Regions from separate parts of the Sus scrofa genome. Here region 1 is linked to region 2. A link is a contact called in public Hi-C data. All regions are on one chromosome and are shown on one strand. Each heading gives the region's core, a stretch centred on a gene start, on an enhancer-like site or on the middle of the called end of the contact. The rest is flanking DNA. Distances are from core to core; before and after follow the strand shown. Region 1 holds the start of PFDN5 (prefoldin subunit 5). Region 2 holds the start of ITGB7 (integrin beta-7).

Region 1 (3,135 bases), core at 521-3,020, 78 kb after region 2:
GGATTGGGTGTTGTCTTTGCTGTGTTGAGAGTTTGATCCCTGGCCTGGCCCAGTGGGTCAAAAAGATCTGGTGTTGCTGCATCTGTGGTGTAGTCAAGGCCCCTCCCCTTGGATTCAATTCCTGCCCCAGGAACTTCATATGCCACAGGTGCAGCCAAAGAAAAAAGAGGAGTTCCCCTTGTGTCTTGGTAATGAACCTAACTACTAGTATCCATAAGGACACAGGGTGGATCCCTGGCCTTGCTCAGTGGGTTAAGGATCAGTGTTGCTGTTGAGTCGCAATGTAGCTTGCAGGTGTGGCTCAGCTGTGGCTACAGCTTTTCCATTATGCTGCAAGTGCGGACCTAAAAAAAAAGACAAAAAAAAAAAGAGCGAGAGAGAGTCTTGGCCAGGTACTCTGATGTCTATCCTGTGTTCCTGCCCTCCAGAATCTGGGGAGTGACACTAGCTGTAATGCCTCAGTTGTCCTGTCCCCTTTCTAACTGGATGCTAGAGGCTGCTGTTCTCCCCACATACAACTGTTAAAGCTGTCAGTGCTATACACTTTAGCAGTATTCCTCACTTCTAGCACATGGTAACACTATTGAGTAACAAACCTGTTGCTGTGTTTGTTGGTTGATGAGGTACCTCCTTTGTGTTCTCTCCACCCACTCATCTCCACTCCATCTCTAGTCCCGCTTCATCTGCCCAAAGCCTCCTTTTACGACCAGAGAACTTAACAAGCTTCTTCCTTCCTTGCCAGTTGTCACTAGGGTTTATATCACCCACATGGTTTACTTTTTTTTTTTTTTGGTCTTTTTGGGGGCGCACCCGCAGCATTTGGAGGTTCCCAGGCTAAGGGTCAAATTGGAGCTGTAGCTGCGGACCACAGCCACAGTAACGTGGGATCCCAGCCGCGTCTGAGACCTACACCACAGCTCACAGGCAATGCTGGATCTTTAACCCGCTGAGCGAGACCAGGGAGCGAACCAGCGTCCTCATAGATGCTAGCCAGACTCGTTTCTGCTGAGCCACGACGGGAACTCTTTTTAAGATTCTTAAATTCAGGAGTTCCCGTCGTGGCGCAGTGGTTAACGAATCCGACTAGGAACCGTGAGGTTGCGGGTTCGGTCCCTGCCCTTGCTCAGTGGGTTAACGATCCGGCGTTGCCGTGAGCTGTGGTGTAGGTTGCAGACGCGGCTCGGATCCCGCGTTGCTGTGGCTCTGGCGTAGGCCGGTGGCTACAGCTCCGATTCAACCCCTAGCCTGGGAACCTCCATGTGCCGCGGGGAGCGGCCCAAGAAATAGCAACAACAACAACAATAACAACAACAACAACAACAAAAAGACAAAAAAAAAAAAGATTCTTAAATTCACAGGAATCCTGTTTGCTGCAACTTGTCGACGCTAGGCTTGGGATGTTTTGTGTAATGAAAGCGCTCCTGGGAGTTCCTATCGTGGCTCAGCGATAAGGAACCGGACTAGTATCCATGAGGTTGCGGGCTCGATCCCAGTCCTTATTTAAGTGGGTTAAGAATCGGCCGTTGCAGTGAGCTGTGGTGTAGGTCGCAGACACAGCTCGGATCCCGCGCTGCTGTGGCTTAAGCCGGTAGCTGCAGTTCCAGTTCGACCCCCAGCTTACGAACCTCCATATGCCTCCAGTTCGGTCTTTAAAAAAGAAAGCGCCGCTGTCTCTTCCACTCCAACGCAAGTAAATCACAGAGAAGACCCAGCTCTTCCTCCGCTCCCGGACGGAAGACCATAGAGATGTCGGGGGCAGCGAGGCCTCCCGGCGTAGCCATCGAGAGGCGCAGAGGACGGCTAGAGCGTTGCTCACCCGGCGGCTTCCGCTTCGTTAGTCCTCCTTCCCAACATGGCGCAGTCGGTTAACATTACCGAGCTGAATCTGCCGCAGCTGGAAATGCTCAAGAACCAGCTGGACCAGGTGGGAATAGGCCCCCAAAGACACCCCTTTCCACCTCACTTCCTTCCCGCCACGCGTACTCCCTCGCTCCCCATTCTTCCCCAGCCGAGGGAGGAGGTTTCCCTTCCCAGGCAAAACCCCGACTCGGTCCCAGCACCCGCCCCTTCCCGGCGGTGCCCTCCTCTCCCACCAGCCCCCGTACTAACCCTCATTCCTCTTCTCTCTAGGAAGTGGAGTTCTTGTCCACGTCCATTGCCCAGCTCAAGGTGGTACAGACCAAGTATGTGGAAGCCAAGGACTGTCTGAACGTGCTGAACAAGAGCAACGAGGGTATGCGGTAGGCGCGTGAAGGCAAGCTGGGGGTTGGGGCGAGCCGGCTTTTCCTCTCTCTTCCTTATCCAGTTGTCCTTATCTGAGACGAGAGAACGGTCCTTTACGTATTGCATACTGCTGCAGGAGCCCTTTGCATGTTGCCTTGGTAGACTTGAAATGTACAGGACATTCTTCTCCTGTTGCCCCTATTTCCATACTTATCGCACAGTCTCTGGGCGCTGTGCGGTGCTGAAACTCCCTTGAACGTGTAAAGGCTGGAGAAGTCCACCTTCCCTACATGTCTGTCTTAATTGCTTTCACAGGGAAAGAATTACTCGTCCCACTGACGAGTTCTGTATCCTTTCTGCAGGAACTGTTTCCCCGCCCACTCCTTTTCTCCTTCACCCCCTACCCTGCAAAAAAGGGCAGAGGTTCTAATTGCTCCAGAGATTCTGAGAATACTCAGTACACACTTCGTAGCTCTGCTATCTCATTGGAGCCAACATCCAGCTAATGTTTGGTGAGCACCAAGGTGTATGTAGAATTGAGGTGTGATTTTTTTCCTTCGCTGTTTGAGGATATAATCTAATAGGGAGATAAAACTGGTGGTTTACACTTTTGACTTGTTTTTTGGGTTCTTTTGCCTCACCCGCAGCATGTGGAAGTTCCGGGGCCAGGGATTGAATCTGAGCCACCTCAGAGACAACACTGGGTCTTTAACCTGCTGCACCGCAGCAGGAGCTCCCTACCCTTTTTACTAATAACTTAGAAAACAGAAGCAGTGGAAGAAGAGAGGATATAGAGACAAGGGGGTTGGCTCTGTTTATTAATCTTCAATTTTAGTTTAATTGTGGATCTTATTTCTAATCCGTTGTTACTGAGAAGCCTGGATTGTGTCTATCTGTTGAGTGTTTTACTTG
Region 2 (3,262 bases), core at 54-2,553:
TTTTTTGGTTTTTTTTTTTTTTTTTTTTTTTGGTCTTTCTGTCTTTTCTAGGGCCGCACCCAAGGCATATGGAGGTTCCTAGGCTAGGGGTCTAATTGGAGCTTTAGCCACCGGCCTACACCAGAGCCACAGCAAAAACGCCAGATCCGAGCTGCGTCTGCAACCTACACCACAGCTCACAGCAATGCTGGATCCTTAACCCACTGAGCGAGGCCAGGGATCGAACCTGCCATCTCATGGTTCCGAGTCAGATTCGTTAACCACAGAGCCATGACGGGAACTTGAGTTCTTTGTTTTTCTTCCTTTTCCCCTCTGATCCTAGCCATAGAATGGCAGAACCTTCTCTTTCAACCCCCCTTTTTTTGCAACGGGAAACCCAGAGTGGGTAAGTGACTTGTCCAAGGTCCTCCAGTGACCTTGAGCTGAGCAGGGACTGACATAGGCCAGACCTCTTGCTTGGCTGCTTTCCTCCCCATCCAACCCAGGCACCATCTTCATGGAAAATTGTGCCTTCTCCCCACCAGCCCCTGTGGGCTCTAGCTCCTCGCCTTTCTCCTTCCTCGAGGTCTTGGCCAGTTTTTCCTTCCCTCCCTCTGGGGTTGACAATTTTCCTGGACTTCATTCTGACTTCAGTACACACCCTAAAGCCCCCTCAGCTGCTGAGAAACAGAATGTCTTCCGGACCCATCCAGATCTTTCAAGTCAGACGGCATCCTCTGCTGCCCACCCAGAATCACAAGGAGGGGGCAGAACCAAGCCTCTGAGCCACGGTCTCCCAGGAGTGTGGGCTCTGTGACCAAGGTGCCGACGGAATGGAGGTCTGAGCCAAGCACCAGGCAATAGGCAGCTGGGGAGTAATATTGGGAGACCCTTACCTTGTAATCCTTGGCACCGGGGCAGCAGGCAAATGCTGGGCAGCAGGCAAATGCTAGCACTCAGGCATCCCCTTCCTCCTTTTCCTCTCTCCAGTGGGAAACGAATGTAAAAGAGATGGGAGGGGGGAGCAGAGGCTGGGGGGAGGCGCGGGAGGGGGAGTGCTTCTGAGGAAGGAACAGAGACAGGAGATCTTGGGATGCAGAAAGGACTTCAGAGGCTTTCTCCAGACTCAACGGAGTGTCTTCAGGTGAGAGCCCTCTTCCCAGGAGGGTGGGACCAGGTGGGGCCTGGCTGGGAAGGAGAGGAGGCAGGAGGGCTTAGGCCCTGGTACTCACAGGTGGATGAGGAGCAGCCCTTCCTCCGGTGGTAGCGGCAGCCTTTGTGTACTGATCTGGGAGGCTGCAGAGGAGGAAGTGACACGCCCCGGGTGGGGGAGACTGGAGGGTGGTGGGGGTGACTGATCTAGAAGGTGGAGCAGATAAGGGTGAAACTGGGCCGAGGGAGTTGAAGATACAGGTGTCTGGAAGAAGGAAGCAAGGAAGCTCATCTGCGGAGCCCCTGTTATGTGCCAGGTGCATCGAAATGTTAGAATTAATCGTCACAACAATTTTCGGACATAGGTGTGAACCTCCTCGCAGCCCCCTGATTTTACAGACGTAGAGGTTTAGCAATACGAAGAATTTTGCCCAAGGTCACATAGGCAGCAATTAGCTGGTCTGGATTTAAATCGAGGTCTGCCTGCCTCCCAAATTGATAGTATCTCCACTTCCTCATATAGGACCGTGATAAGGAAGAAAAAATTTGGAGGCAAGAAGTCCTGTGGCGGGAGGTTAGCGACTATTGTTCATTCTGAAAACCACTGTCTTGCAACGGGTGCTCAGCTCTGTGGGCTCTGGGGCCAAAGGCCCCAAGTTCCAATCCTGGCTCTGTTACTCATGGGTAGTGGGGACCTAGTCAGTTGCTTACTGTGCCTGTGGCTCTTTTCTCATCGGTCAAGTGGCACTCATAGGATGGTTGTGAGAAGTAAATGAGGGAATTTGTACTGATTGCTTAGAGGAGAACGTGGCACTTACGAAGGGTTCAATAAGTCAGTCGGTGGACGAGAAGTAATGGGGGCGGGAGGCTTTGAGGGAATCAAGGTCCAGACAACTGGAAAGTTGGAGAGACAGGCCCAGGGCCAGGCTCAGAGAACGCGATTGGGGAGCCAAGGAGCCAGAACGGTAGTGGACCCCAAGACAGGGGTGGAGGCGGCAAACTGGCTGAAGCTGAGCACCGGTCTGGCAGCTGGAGTGGGTCAGGGAGAAGGCCCACAGGGCCAAGGGGTTGAGGCCCACACTTGACCACAGGGAGTTTTGGAAAGGAACTGGATGTGATGGCTGTGTCCACAGGTCTGTCTTCCCTGCTAAGAGGCCACGGCGCCCTGTCCCCCAGCAGGTGTTCAGGGCCCATCATATGGGGTGTAGGAGGGTAGCTGCTGGAGGAGCCCCTGGAGAGAAGGGGGTCCTTTCTCTGGGTGGGCTTCAGCCAGGCCTCTGGCTCTGAGACCTCTGCCCTTCCCCCACAAGCAAGGTTGCCATGGCAATGACCCCTCCTTCCCCATAGGCCCTGTGGTTTCCTCTAGAGCTTCTTTCACTTTCTTCTTCTGCTTTTCCCACTCCTCCCCTTCTCCCACATCCTCCACCTCCCTCCCCCACAGGCACAGGTCACCGGTGAAGACAGCCGGTGAAGACAGCCGAGGGCAGGTAGGCCACTGTCCCAGGGAGGAAGGTGGGCGGGGTGGGATAGATGCTGATGGGAGTCACAGGGGGCAAGTCCAGGGGCACAGGGGCAGAGGCCAAAGGCAGTGGGGCTGACACTGGGGTGTTGCAGAGGTTAAGGCATGCAGGGCAAGGAGAGCTATTAGGACCAAAGGTAACAGGGGGGGTGTCATGGGGAGAAGGGTGGGGCCTTTTCAGAAGGTGAAAGTGGGGTCACAGAGTGAGTGGCTCACAGCCTGAGCTATTGGCATAAAACAGAAACACTGTAACTCAGATGCATGCTGGGGTTCTTTTCTTCTGGGGCCCGGGGGGGTCAGGGGGACACCTCATGGAAATCAAATGAAATTTCAATGGCATCCCCAGCCTCCCCGCCGCCCCCAGAGAAGAGCAGATACCCACTGCACTTATGCACAACCAGAGGCTCCCTTTCCCCCACCTGATAGGTTGCATTCTGTTTCCTTAGTTCCCCTAAGAAAGCTGCAGAATCCACCCTCCTCGCCAGTCCCTCTCCGGGTCGGCGGGCCATTTCCCCTGCTTCTTCCTAGAGGGAGCCACAGCCCGTGAGTTTCCATCACTTTATTTTGCAAAAATAGAAAACTCAGCAATATGCGATACAGCGCGGTGAAGGG

The links. Hi-C and Micro-C count contacts between places; a contact is called where the count stands out from the background.
Region 1: a Hi-C map of embryonic fibroblasts shows a contact between it and region 2, with 2.1 times the contacts expected there. The contact joins the promoter of PFDN5 here to the promoter of ITGB7 in region 2. A contact is called at or near these places in 5 of 5 promoter capture datasets (fetal liver, fetal skeletal muscle, liver and 1 more), 30 of 47 Hi-C or Micro-C datasets (adipose tissue, alveolar macrophages, blood and 14 more) and 2 of 2 datasets of contacts at active chromatin or transcription factors (alveolar macrophages and skeletal muscle).

What each region holds. Positions count from the first base shown.
Region 1 is chr5:18,510,867-18,514,001 of Sscrofa11.1, forward strand. It overlaps PFDN5 (prefoldin subunit 5), which reads left to right and starts at 1,771. Exons shown (of 6, transcript XM_005652565.3): 1 at 1,771-1,924; 2 at 2,131-2,233; 3 at 2,539-2,570. The coding sequence starts at 1,853.
Region 2 is chr5:18,433,073-18,436,334 of Sscrofa11.1, forward strand. ITGB7 (integrin beta-7) reads right to left here and starts at 1,304. Exons shown (of 16, transcript XM_003355416.5): 1 at 1,212-1,304; 2 at 876-1,040. It overlaps RARG (a long non-coding RNA gene), which reads right to left. Exons shown (of 9, transcript XR_002343956.1): 9 at 3,195-3,262.